Linked DNA regions of Mus musculus: all the other regions are linked to region 3. Evidence: chromatin contacts called from public HiChIP or PLAC-seq data. All regions are on one chromosome and are shown on one strand. Each heading gives the region's core, a stretch centred on a gene start, on an enhancer-like site or on the middle of the called end of the contact. The rest is flanking DNA. Distances are from core to core; before and after follow the strand shown. Region 1 has its middle 78 kb from the start of Syk. Region 2 has its middle 63 kb from the start of Syk. Region 3 has its middle 15 kb from the start of Gm33519.

Region 1 (4,578 bases), core at 286-2,785, 360 kb after region 3:
TGCACACGAGAGGCCTCCCTTCCTACCCCTGGGTAATCAGGACCATGTGGAGTGAGGAAACACATCCTTGGAGGCTGATTGCAGGTTGCAGAAGGTCAGGCTCAGCCTGACCACTGTGCATAAGTGAGGTGTGGCTTGACTCCCATTCAAAGTGAAACCCAATCTCCTTTCATTTTGATCTTCAATAGACACTGGGTGGGAAATGTGTGCGTGCAGCCTGAACTCCTGTGCAATAAATAATAGATGAGATTTCTGCAGTTGATGCAGAGAACCTAGGAGGCTCGATTGAAGCAGGCAAAGAAAAATGGAGTCATCTCCTTTTGATGTTTATGTGTGTGTTTGTGTGTGTGTGTGTGTGTGTGTGTGTGTGGCATGTGGGAGTAATGCTGGCTGAAGGCTTGATGCTCAGACTCTGGCCCTGACTCAGACCTTCATCATGTGTGGAGGTGGACAGGATGGATGTTTGTTTCAAGGTTGGCTGGCTCCATGGTTTTTGAGCCTGTGAGGAAAACTTCTCCTTGAACCCCTGCGTTATTCTGAGGAAGCTGGGCACCATGACAACAGAACACTGACTTAGCTCTGTGGAGTATCACTTGAGAACATATCTCAATCCCTAACCAACAGCCAATACAGGTATGTTTACCATCCTGCAATAAGGTCCCTGACCCCAGATGAACTTCCCAACCTGACATCAAAACCCAGAGCCATGCAGCCAAGCCATTTCCCAATTCCAGACCCTCAGAAACTATGTGGGAAAGGATTTCTGCACAACAAACAGTTTGTTAAGGTACATATAGGAGCTAATTGTAGCTTTAGTGGTAAGTGCTCACCCAGCACATACCAGGCCTGGGGTTTAATCCTAAGCACCCCCTAAGTAATGTCCCTATGCCCAATGTAAGTGTTATGGTTTCATTTCTGTTGCTGTGATAAAATTGTTTGACAAAATAAACTTAAGGGTGGAAGGGTTTGTTTTAGCTCAGAGTTCAAGGAACGGGCTCTGTGGTGGGGCAGCAGGAACTTGAAGCAGTTGGCTACATTATGCCAGAGCATCTATCATGGATGAGGTGAGGCAGCCCCTCTCTCTCTGCTTCCTGTTCATCGGGCTACATGAGGAAGCCCCCACATTCCCTCTGCAGTGTCCTGAACAGCATAGGTACTTTTGGTGACAGCTCCTGGCTGTGAGCATTCCTCTGTGAATATACTCATGTCTGAATCACTACTGGGAATGTACATAGCTCCAGGCCTCATTCCTGCCCAGCCTTGTTTACAGATTATGTCAGCAATGGAATGCGACTTAAATTATTTTAATTTATTTGAGAATAAAATTTATGTTTTCAAAGGTGGAAGCCATGGACCCTGCTGGTCTCATATGTTCTACAAACTGATAGGTCCTTTATGACATGTGATAGAATGGGTCAGATGGTAAATGACCATTATAGTAATGTCATTAGGTTCCCTGTCCCTGTGGGAGGCTGGGGAAAGGACCATGGGATCACAGCCCACAGTGCCAGAATAGGTCAGACTTAATAAATGGAACTCAGGCATAGCCAGCTAAGCATAACTGGAAGTCAACTGCACTCAGCCAGCCACCCTACCCACGAGTCCTGGCATTTCTCATCCTAATGACCTCATAAAATTGCAACAAGGAATAAAATGAGGTCTAGCTAGTGCTTGAGCGTCAGAGTAAGATGGTTATGCTCGATGGTTTCTGAGAACAATTCTGATTTAACGATCTGAGGTCATCTGCGCGAGGCCATAATTTTCATACAAACTGTGTGCATGAATCTAAAGGTGAGCAATTTGATCCGATGGCCTCGCCATCTTGATGCATTCATTTCCTTCATTTCCTCTTTATTGTAAGGATTTAGATTGTGCGCCCAGAGGCCAGAGGAGGGCATCAGGTTCCCTGAAGCTGCAGTTACAAGTTGTAAGTCCAAAGTGGGTGCCGGGAATGGAACTCCACGTGCATGTGCCTTATACTCCACACGTACTGAGAAGGACTTTTTTTTTTTTTTTTTTGGCTCAGTCATAGCTCTTGAGTTACTGCAACTTTTGGTCTGGAGACATGCTGCTGTCTTTTGGAGATACTAGACTTAAGTTTCATGAAACTTTGATATGGAAAAATGATATGAATGAGAATATTTTGCGATTCCCCGTGAAAGCAGCTCCAGCCCACAGTGCACCATGGACGGAGGGGCGGGGGCGGAGGGGGCGGAGCGTGGTGGGGCGGGGCGGGGGTGGGGCGTTCTCTTCTGAGCAGACACTCAGGAGTTTCCTTATCTGCCAAGCACTTAAGGACAATACTAGTCGATCTAAAAGTAAGCCTGCTTTTGTGTCACCACACTCTAGGGACTCTCAACATCAAGACTGACATTCTCTTCTCATTTTCCTAGAACTTCTTGTTGATGCAATTCTGAACAGCTCTTTCAGTGATAGTTACACACACGTCCACTTAACATATCAGGAAGAGACTTTCTTTTCTCTTCTTTCTATTTTTTAAAACATTTATTTATTGTGGGAATACATATATATATATGTATACGTATACATATACGTATATGTATATGTATACACACACACACACACACACACACACACATATGCCAAGGCGCATGTGTGGAGATCCCAGGGCAATTTTCGGAAATCAGTTCTTTCTTTCTACCGTGTGAGTCCTAGGGGTAGAATTCAGTTTCTAAAACTTGATGGAAAGTGGCCCTTACCTGCTGCGCCACCTAATCCCTCACCCACTTGGCAGATCCTTTATTAATTATGGAATTCATCCTCTAGGTTCACATGGGATGTGTACACATTCATGTTGAGAGCCATTGTTGTATAGCATTTTTTTTCCTAAATAAATGCATCCTCTCCTAGAAGGACAATCATTCCACACAGGAAGTAAACAAGCCTCGGAGAGTTTCAACAAGCCCATTAGCACCCAGAGATCCTTAATCCAAATTATCACCTAAATAGCCTAGTTCTTAATTAGGTCTTGGCTCCCTTTCTCACTAGCCAGGCCTCCTCGGTCCACATTTCCCTCAAGATTTTTCTTCCAGGATTACAGCCTTATGTTACTGGCACTTGGAGCTTATCTAGTTTGGGGGCAGAAGTGGCATCTTTCATTTATGGGGTGTGTTGAGACAACCCTAGGCTCCCATTCTTTCTCATCTGCCGTGACATGTATCCCAGATCTGCTTCACCAGACAGAGTCCCTGCCAGTCTTCTGTGGGAGGCGACCTTGACCATCTGGCTGAATCAGCTCCTTTGGGTTAGGACTTCCTTCCTCGCGTTCTCTGGCCATTTTACCTCCCAAGTTCTGGATGAAACATAGCCAGCTCTGCAGAACCTCCTCTGAATTCAGCATGGTTCTGTGCTGGTCTTTGATCTTTTGAAATCTATCTTCCCAGTGGACTGATGGCATGTCTGGGATGGATAGAACATCTAAGAACCCCTGAATCCCTGGGGGGTGGGGGGAGCTTAGTCTCAGTAGCAACGTGATGCTTGATGAAATTCAGAACCTGCACGGGGTGCTAGGATTAGTAAGACTATCAGGTATGCACAGCATTGGAAGATGGTAACGAGGAGAAGCATTCCTAGCCAGCCCTTTGATATCCCAGAGAGCAAACTTTCAACTCTCACTTCTCAGTCAGACGGCAAGCTCAGCTGTTAGAAGTGTTCCACTGATGCTGTCTGCAATGTGGCTATCTCAGCAGCACAAGCCTATTACTGACATCAGATATCCACCCCCAGTCCCTGCTGGATGCTTACATGTTGAGTAAATACAAATATCCTGGAGTCCCAAATTCTGCTGAGTGTAACCTGATACCACGGAACGAGCACCATCAGTATTGGCTCTAATGAGCTTCCTGTTGCAACAGCAGTTATGATGCCATCATTTCAGCTGTTCTGTGGGTGTCTCAAAGGATGGATACCACCCTGCTCTCTGCAGAGGCCGCAGCCATGGGAAGCTGAGTCCTGAATATCCCATAAGGTGTGTCTCATAGGGCCCTAGTTTGCTGCCAGGAGCTGCCTCAAGGTGTACACTTCTTTGATCATACCCTCTGAGGTGTTTGACTACCTCTAAAAGCCTCAGAAGGGTCCTGTAGACTTCCCAACTCGCTTCCCTCAGGAGTTATGTCTGCTGTGTTATTTTAGAAAATCTATTTACCTTTAATATTTAAAGTTGTTTCATTGTTCAACAGCCCTTTAAGGAAGAAAGGGTTTCTTTTGGCTCATCGCCTACCATGGCAGAGAAGTCATGGCAGCTGGTCTGTGAGGTCTTTGATCACATCTACAGTCAGGCAGCAGAGAGAGGTGAAGGTTGCTGCTTTGCTCTTTCTCCTTTAATTCAGTCCAGGACCCCAGCCTGTGGGACGGTCCTGCTCACAGTCAACACGGGTTGTTCCTCTTCAATGAACTGAAGCTAGGCACTCTCTCATAGACATTCCCAGGGTTTGCCTCTTACATGACTCTAGTTCTTGGTGAGTAGATAGTATTATTAATCACAAGGAGTGTCTATCAACAAATGGTGATATGTGGGTCTGCCTCATTGGTGGAGTGGGCATTGGGTATCAACTGCCC
Region 2 (4,130 bases), core at 919-3,418, 370 kb after region 3:
GATTCTAATGTAGCACCTTGGCCACCCCAACTGTAACACTTACCACCACTCAAATTCTTATGTAAAGTTGGCATGTTGTGTGCTGTCATTTAAGAGAAGGAAGCAGAGCGTTTTATTGTGTTGACACACAAGCATATCCATAGCCATTGGATATAGCCAGCTCTTGGACCTGGACCTGTCTGAAGGCTACAGCTGCCTCACCGCCTCTTCTGCTTTCCCCTCTCAGTCTCCAAGCCGCTCTACCTCATCACTGCCTTGTGGGGTGATCCACGCCATCTTTCCTAAAGGATCTAGACCCCAGAATCTGACTTGAGTTGGGTTTCTGTCCTTTGGGCAGATTAAACAGGTTCGTGGTTAGCTGCAAGCCACCAATAATGTGTCAGTATCACATTGAGGAAAGAAAGAAAAGCTCTTGCCCTTGGAGTCATTTAGCCAAGAGGGATTTCAGATTCAAATTCTCCACTCCATGCTCCCTAGGCCTTCTGTCTTCTGTCTACATGAGTCCAAGCCTGTGCCTGACTGAAGGCTATCCTTCGGATCGTTCCCTGTATCTGTCACATGGCTGTGTCTGTCTCTGTGTCTGTGAGTGGCGTGACTGTTCTACCTAACACAGGCCTTTGCTCTGCCTTTATTGAGAGTCATGGAAAGCATCTCTCGGGGAAGGAATGGGATTCTTTTCAGAAATCTTTAACGGAGGTTTTATAAGGGATGAAGTCACTGGCTCCAACTGGTCCTAACTGTCTCAGACAACAAACATCACTGCTTATTGGCCAGCGTCCATAAGTGGATGCCATCCACCTGTAGGATAGATTTTAAGAAGTTGCCTTCAACTTCTGTGTTTGCTGTTTAAAGCAAATGATACATATGCCTTGTTCCAGGTTGGGGGCATAGAAGAGTGCATAACTTAAGATTGCAGCTATGCATTAGCTTCGGTTGTAAAAGCTGATTACATGGGAAATCCTAGGCAAGCAAGCTTGGTTATTACAGTGTTCTCTTAGAGGCAGACTAAACAAACAGTTTGAGTCCACAGTAGGATAGCAGCCTTAAGTCTTAAGTGACCTCAAGGTGCATTATTAACTCTGGCTGTGAGGTCCAGCAGAAGTTCCAGTCTTGTAGAATATAAGAGATAATTTTATTATAGTGCATCGCCGTAGTCCTTGACTTTGTGTGCAAGGCATGGTAATGTTGCGATGCATTGTGGGTCCTCCTGTGCTGCAGGCAGACTCCTTACCACCTCCTTTGCGATAACCTACTTTATTTTCTCTTGGGACATTAAAGCAGACACCGACAGTAACTCACTTTTAACTCAGAATTATGAAGGATCCCAAAGGGGTCAGATCAAGTCTTCATATCCACTTCCGTGCAGCCGAGTTCTTGCTCTGTGCTGGAACTATCTCCTTCCCTCTGGCACTAAGATTTCAAGCCAAGCAGAGCATTCAGTCAGAAGAATGGGGAAAAAAGAAAGATGTTGCCAACGTGCCACTAGGGATTCCAGTGAGTGGCACCATCCCATGTCCACTCTTTGATCTCTGATCTGGGATCCCTAGGGTTTTAATCTCGGATGTCTCCCATGGGAATTCCCAGTATTGATCCCAGGTGGTGGTACTGTTGAGAGGGGACATGGAGCTTTTAGGAGGAGGCGGGGTCCAGCTGGGAGAATCAGGTTGTGGGGGTGGGCCTTTGAAGCTCATGGCGGCCTCTGGGCCAGTGCTTTCTTTATCTTCCCACGATGGGAACAGGATTCTCCATCTGTTTTGTCTCTTGGTGACTGAGCTTCTCTTCCCTCCATGGGCCCTTCATGGACCACTGCCCCCAAACCGGGAGCCACGAGAGAGACAGCTCCAGACAGATGATGTTAATTCAGGATATCTAAGTCCCAAGGAGAATCTCCGGGGTAGTCATGATTATTCAAAGCACTGAATAGTAAGCTTGGCTTCCTGGCAATGTGCTCAGGTTAGCCCCCTTCTCCCTCCTGGCACCATCATTAGGCCCTGATCGCAGTTAGCAAAAGGAAGAGCCTGTGCAAACAGACACATTTCTGCACCACCCAAGCCCTGTCGATCTTTCTGGCATTTCTCAGATATTTTCTTGGTTGTGTCAGGAGGATTGCTCATCGTTGGTTTTGACTCATGTCTCAAAATCAAGGAGAGACATTAGCTGTCCCTGTCTTGCGGTTTTTCTCAACACAGCTAGCATGCCTGGGCGTGAGAAGGTACTGGGACGGGGAGAAGGACCAGGTGGAGGCAGGGCAGAGCCTGGAGCCAGGGTCTTCACCTATGCCCATCCGAAAGCATCTCAAATGTGCACAATGCTACGCCCTTGCCTGGAAAGCACAGGCTGGGCTTGAATAGCTTCTCCCTGGCTCCCGGATGCTGTAAGCAGGAATCTTCTAGTCTGGAATAACTCATGAGTCAGTCACAGTTTGGTTTTCAAACCGCTCTCCCTTGGTCAAAATCCCAGGTTATCTGAGTGCCATTAGCAAGGCTGAGCATTCGTGTCGTCCTTGAAACCACTGGCTTCCTGGGAAAGGTCCCGAGGTTCCAGTAATCAAGAGACACTGGAGCAGAGACCAACAGGCTTCTCGCTTAGTCTGCACCCCACCGTTGCCAATCAAAGCCACCAAGATGACTCTATTTTGATGTCAAACTAGCAGACATGATTTTGTGCAAAGTGGACTCTCCTCCCCAACCCCCTTTTGAGACAGGGTCCAGTCAGGCCTTGCGTTGATTATGTAGCAGAGCAGCAAGCGAACACACCCGCTTTTACTCAGTACTCAGACTAAAGCACACTAGGCAAGCTGTCTGTCGACTGAGCCACCCGCCACCTAGGCTCCGAGTAGATTTTTAAAAGAGTAAATAAAGAGATCCGTTTAAATTCCCACTCAGCAGTACTTTGATGTCCAAGATTAGAAATTGCTTCCTTGTATATTATTTCTGCACCTGCTGGAATGTGATTCCTGCCGTGTATCCACTTGGCAGCGCTGACTCTTGTTAAAACAGGTACTTTGTTAAGGAGGAAGCAGCTCTTTCCTGCCTGTGGCCCCCGTGGCAGTCCTGTCCGAGGATCTGCTGCCACCTACTGGACACATGAAGAGTAGCACTGACAGGCGAATCCCCAAAAGTTGCACTGACTTTCTGAGTTGGTGATTGATAAGAGGGGGGTCTTGTCCAGCATAGAGAGGGGCCCACTGGCCAGGCACGTTCATCTTTGTGTTAGGGGCTTGGTGATATGATAGACCCTCCCTTCCTGCTCTTGTCTTCCTCTTCTTCCTCCCATATCCTCTGACCTCCTGGTAATGCTTGTGTTTATTTAACATGGTCCGGGCTAAAAGATATGAACCAGAAGAGCCAACGGCCACCTTCTGGACATTGCTTCATGATCATCTGTGTGACCTACCCTACTTCAGGATGTCCTTATCTGTGTGACCCATCCCCCAGGTATACCCCATGACACGTGCAGGAGGGCTGGCCGAAGGCTGGGTTGGTGTTACAGGGACGGCATATTCCAGGGCTGAGATTCATATGATGGGCCCTGGAAATCCTGGTGCAAGTCAGGGAACCCAGGGCTGAGCATTGAACTTGGAATCCTGCTGCTGTGTGATGCCTTCTGAGGGGTTCACAGTACGGATTGCCAAGAAAACACCCTGAACTGGTGGCCGAGGTACTTCTCGAGTGTGGGCTCAGAGCTGGTGCTGGGTAGTCTGGTGACTGGCTGTGAACAGACAGACAGATACTAGGGCAGGGTATGGGGACACTTGGAGCAGTCCTGAGGACATTGTCACATTAATGCCCACCCCCCCTCACACACACACTGTTACAACCGTTGCTGACTAGACAGTTAAAGGGAAATTCGTATGGCTTTCTCCAAGCTGAGGGAGGGGCTCTGAGAACGGGGGCCCAGTTGCTCTCACTAATTGTTGGCATGGCCAAGAGCGGCTGGGACTTTGTGAGACATCACCTCGGCTCTCAGCTTCCACTCCTCAGAGGAATGCCCCTTTAGAGTTAGAACAAGTCTCCACTAGACCAGGGCACAGCCAGCCGAGCCTGGCTTCACAAAACGGCTTGGGTCTTCTGGTGCTGTGGAAAACTTCCCCAGGGTTTCCCCTACATCGCGCTTGTCCCCTCTCTTCC
Region 3 (4,757 bases), core at 431-2,930:
TATAAGTATGGGCTAGAAATTAGACAACTTTATATCAATGCTAACTCTCTGATTTTAATATTTGTATTATGTTTTTTAAAAAACACTTGTTGTGTGTGTGTATATGGGGAGGGGTGTCCTGGCACATATATAGAGGTCAGGGGGTGTGTCCTGGCACATGTACAGGGCTCAGAGGACAGCTTGTAGGAGTTGATTCTCACCTTCCACCATGTGGATACTGGGGAGTGAACAAAGATCATCAGTGACATGCCTTCTCCAGCAAGGCCACGCCCCTAATCCTTCCCAAACAGTTCCACCAACAGAAGGCCAAGGAAATAAATGAGCCTATGGGGAATGTTCTCATTCAAACTACCACCAACAGAGACACAGTGAATGGCCAGAGCCAAGAATACTGTGGAGTTAGAGTCTGCAAATGAAAGGAGGAGGGTGGTGGTTGGGTGTCGTTTTTTTTTTTTAATTTATTTTATGTATGTGAGTACACTGTAGCTATCTTCAGACACACCAGAATTGGGCATCAGACCCCATTACAGATGGTTGTGAGCCATCATGTGGTTGCTGGGAATTGAACTCAGGACCTCTGGAAGAGTAGTCAGCGCTCTTAACCACTAAGCCATCTCTCCAGCCCAAGGTGGCAGTTGTTAATGACAACAATCCATGTGTGTGCTTCCCAAAGAGGCCTAGAGACCCACACTGCTGAGGTAAGCTATTCTGCACAAGACAGCTTGGGGAAATGTTGAGGTTTTGATCATTTCCATGGATCCTCAGAACAGACATTTCCTGACTCAGCTTTAAACGCTCTCTGACCTGGCTGTGATTCTGTCTATTCACTCTGTCTCCCTTCCTACATCGGCGGTTCTCCCCCTCCATCAGCCCTCAGTGGTTTGTGGACAGCCCTAACTGCCTGCCAGCCCTGTGCTCAAGGGGCAGCTGAGGACTAGGAGAGGTGCCCCAAAGATGGGGATCCCAAGGAACAGTTCAGGATGCAGAGAAGACAACCCCTTTTCATGGAAGACCTGGAGATGGTGGGTATGTCAGGCTGGAGGCAGCTGGCAGGAGAACAGACATGAGTTGAGTGTAGACATGACCAGGTGACAAAAACCTATAAGGACACAGCAGGGAGATGTTTGCTTCTTGAGCTCGCCAGGAAGTGAAGCCAGGAACGGAGGCTGGTCACAGTGGTCATCAAGCCAGGGGTAGGAGCACTGCAGGAGAACATGGAGAGATTTCAGTGGGACACAAGATCTCAGAAGACACTGCTCCTAAGAACTCGCTCCCGGTTCCCTTTGTACGTTCTTTTCACAGGGCTCCCCATCCCATACTCTAAGCTTGCTCTTCCAGACTTATATAAGCCTAACACATCAGTGTGCTGAAGATATATGGACTGAATTCCAATTTATAGTAGCGCCTCCCCTGGAGTCACAATACCTGGAAGCACAGGATAACTTAGAGCCACCTCACTCCCTGGAAAGAACATTGTGTTCATCATCAGAGGGTCAGGGCTGGACATTTTTGTCTCTGGATGTCTCCTGCTTAGCCTTCAGGGTCCACTACCATTTGCTTAAATGAGTGGGTTGAGAGGCAGATGTTTCTGGCAGCTTTGTTCTGTGGCTGTATAGCTCAGCCTCAGTGCTTGGTAGGATATGTGCTATTTTCCCTTTGCCTTGTGTATTGACTCGCTGGCCTGTCAGTGTGGCCCGACTGTGTTTTGGAAAGTCTCCATGGATTTTGGGGACTGTGCACTGATGTAATGCCATGGGTATCTTATGAACATTCCTTTAGATTACCCTTGGCTGCACGAGCACGGCCACATTCCTTACCAGTGAACAGGAGGCAGCACCCGGGTTGGGGTGGGGGTGTGAGTATTTTTAAACTGGTTTCATTAGTAACTCTTCACTTTCTATCACTCTGGGGATAAGGGGCTTTGAGGGGGCAGCAGACTTCATGGGGAAGTTTTCTCTGGAAGCTGCAAAGGATGAAGCGGGGAAAATCCAAAAATAGTTTAGGAAATTAGTCATCTGTCTCCAAACTGTGTTGAGTTACAGTTTTGGATTTCACTTAATGGAACTTAAAAAAAAAAAAAAAAACTGGACATGCAGAAAGTTTCACAATCTCTTCCACAGAGGTCAGAAAGGTCCATTTTTGTAGCCCCAAAAAGAGGCAAAGTTCCCATCGACTAGAACGTGGTAATCACACTTTTCATAATGGAAGGCCATACTCTCGGACCTTGGAAACAACTTGATCTTTCTACTTTCGCTAAGTTTCTCATATCAAAGGTCAATAATTAGATTGCCTTCTGATTTGCTTACTTAAAAGAGGGACAGTGTACAGTCTATGCAAAGCATTTCTTTAGCAGACACAAACATTTTGAGGCTAATATGTTAAGCACATATTTATCCATTAAAAAATATTCCCGAAGGAGAGTTTAAATGGAAGAGCTAACAGTTCTTGTTGTTTAATCTTTGAGACAGGAACTTGTGTAGCCCAGGCTGGCCCCCAACTTGCTAAGTAGCAAGGGTGACCTTAAACTTAAATCCTCTTGCCTCTGCTTCTCAAGTGTTGGGATTGTAAGTGTGTACCAGCATGCCTAATGCGTTACCGGAATACTTCTTCTGTCTTATTCCTAGGCCAAGCAACTGTGTGGGAATCTCAAGGTAGCTACATAGCTACTTTCACTTTGATTTTGCATTCGAATGTGTCTCAGGCAGTGAGGGCTTTTGGGGAATGGGTGGGGAAGCTTGCTACAGACAGCCCTGTTTTCACGGTCCTATGAATGAATGATGCTGCATCCCAGTGGAAGGAAAATTTCAAGGAAATCCTGAGCCCAGGCAGAGGCACAGCCAGGCTGCTCTGCATAGCCTGGGGAATGGGAATTCCACAGCCAGTGAGTTCTGGCTTGGTGCTGATGCAAAGCATAAAGTCTTATGGAGACACATCCTCAGAGAGCATCTCATGGGAGCGTGCCGTAAGCTGATGGGGCATGCGGGCACCGTCTACATGGTCGGATGACCCACACCTTCTGATCTGTGGGCGCTTTGGGTGCTGAGTTACACAGAATTCTCAGTGGCTTTTGTTGGGGGTAGGTCCTTTCACCCACTTCCCCGGAACTTTCTGACAACCTTTGGACAGCAGGCAGACTCATACTTCAACCGCAAAAGAGCCACTGAGAGCAGACTGCTGATGGCTATTAGCACCGCCCTGGTGGCCCCACAAAGAAACCATAAGCCCAGCTTTCAGGATGCAGAGGGAAACAGTGCTGGCCTGAAAAGATCCCCAAAGCAACCAGGAAAAGACAGAAACTCTCTGATGAGGCATGTCTTACTCAGGGTTCCTATTCCTACACAAAGCATCATGGCCAAGAAGCAAGTTGGGGAGGAAAGGGTTTATTCAGCTTACACTTCCACATTGCTGTTCATCACCAAGGAAGTCAGGACTGGAACTCAAGCAGGTCAGGAAGCAGGAGCTGATGCAGAGGCCATGGAGGGGTACTACTTACTGGCTTGCTTCCTCTGGCTTGCTCAGCTTGCTTTCTTGTTGAACCCAGGACTACCAGCCCAAGGGATGGTACCACCCACAATGGGCCCTCCCAACTTGATCACTAATTGAGAAAATGCCTTACAGCTGGATCTCATGGAGGCATTTCCTCAAGGGAGGCTCCTTTCTCTGTGATAATTCCAGCTGTGTCAAGTTGACACACACAACCAGCCAGTGCAAGGCCCTTTCTTGCCTCTGTAGACACAGATACAGAAGGTCCTAATTGTGGACTTCTGACACGTTTGGTGGGCTCCTTTGCTGTCTCCTTGTTTTGGTGGGCTTAACAGCCTTTCCTCAACTATATTTTCACCTTATACACAGGACCTAGCTGGCACCTCTATAAACTCTGGCATTCCTGAGCTGCCACAGGAAGAGGAGCAGAGGAGAAAGAAGAGAAGGAGAACCCAGAGCCTGGCAGTGGAGTTGGAAAGTGATGGATTTCCAGGGAAAGGCTCATGGGAAACTCCCTGTATCTGAGGCTGTTGCACTAGACTAGGAGGTCACTCAAGCCAGCCTGTAGTGGACACATCCGGACTTCAGCCGCTAAGATGCTGCACTAGGCTGTGCTTCAGGAAGGAATTTGTCCCCATAGCTGCTTCCATACCCCAGGAGCCCCTAGGCTCTTAGGCTGACAGGTCAGGTGCCCTTTGATCTGCAATATGAGACTATCTCATTGAAATTCAAATGTTGGCCATAGAACCCCAAGTGTCTAACAAGACTTGAGGGTGCTCAATAATGCAAGCACAGGGACTGACTGTATTTGGGGAATTGTAGTAATTTAAAAATGGATCCTTCTGCACCAAGACTTCTGTAAATTGGGCAGCTCTCTGCTGATGAAGCAACCTGAGAGACAAACAAAGATCCAACTCACCGTTGTCTCTTTGCTGTCTTAGTCCTTTGATGCTGGTGCCTGTCTTAGTGAGTGTTCCGCTGTTGGGAAGAGACACCATGACCATGGACTCTCATAAAGGAGAGCATTTAACTGGGGCTAGCTTACAGTTGCAGAGGCTTAGGCCATTGTTATCAAGGAACAAGGCAGCGGGTATGGCAGGCATGGTGCTGGAGATGGAGCTGAGAGCTTCATCCTGATCCACAGGCAGAGCGGAGAGGAAGGGAGGGGAGGGAGGGGAGAGGAGAGAAGAGGAGAGGAAAGAGAAAGGAGAAAGAGAGAGAGCACGCACCTGTAACAAGACCACACCTCCTAATCCTTCTCAAATAGTGCCACT

Evidence for each region. HiChIP or PLAC-seq counts read pairs in DNA pulled down with a chosen protein or histone mark.
Region 1: a contact with region 3 is called in a CTCF HiChIP or PLAC-seq map of the NIH/3T3 cell line, with 6 read pairs. The contact joins two enhancer-like sites. A contact is called at or near these places in 1 of 15 datasets of contacts at CTCF or cohesin (the NIH/3T3 cell line), 3 of 484 Hi-C or Micro-C datasets (bone marrow-derived macrophages, embryonic stem cells and natural killer cells) and 4 of 115 datasets of contacts at active chromatin or transcription factors (the NIH/3T3 cell line, embryonic stem cells, pancreatic cancer cells and 1 more).
Region 2: an H3K27ac HiChIP or PLAC-seq map of embryonic fibroblasts shows a contact between it and region 3, with 6 times the contacts expected there. The contact joins two enhancer-like sites. A contact is called at or near these places in 1 of 15 datasets of contacts at CTCF or cohesin (the NIH/3T3 cell line), 3 of 484 Hi-C or Micro-C datasets (bone marrow-derived macrophages, embryonic fibroblasts and natural killer cells) and 4 of 115 datasets of contacts at active chromatin or transcription factors (the NIH/3T3 cell line, embryonic fibroblasts, fibro-adipogenic progenitors and 1 more).

What each region holds. Positions count from the first base shown.
Region 1 is chr13:52,672,733-52,677,310 of GRCm38.p6, reverse strand. No RefSeq gene overlaps it. Among named protein-coding and RNA genes, the nearest start is that of Syk, 78 kb to the right of the region's middle. Within about 2 kb of position 1,535, at least 30 of the 459 cell types and tissues checked have an H3K27ac peak or open chromatin away from gene starts, as enhancers often do. A contact at or near this core is called in the NIH/3T3 cell line and pancreatic cancer cells, where this site is marked.
Region 2 is chr13:52,657,574-52,661,703 of GRCm38.p6, reverse strand. No RefSeq gene overlaps it. Among named protein-coding and RNA genes, the nearest start is that of Syk, 63 kb to the right of the region's middle. Within about 2 kb of position 2,168, at least 60 of the 459 cell types and tissues checked have an H3K27ac peak or open chromatin away from gene starts, as enhancers often do. A contact at or near this core is called in the NIH/3T3 cell line and embryonic fibroblasts, where this site is marked.
Region 3 is chr13:53,030,769-53,035,525 of GRCm38.p6, reverse strand. No RefSeq gene overlaps it. Among named protein-coding and RNA genes, the nearest start is that of Gm33519, 15 kb to the right of the region's middle. Within about 2 kb of position 1,680, at least 65 of the 459 cell types and tissues checked have an H3K27ac peak or open chromatin away from gene starts, as enhancers often do. A contact at or near this core is called in the NIH/3T3 cell line, embryonic fibroblasts and pancreatic cancer cells, where this site is marked.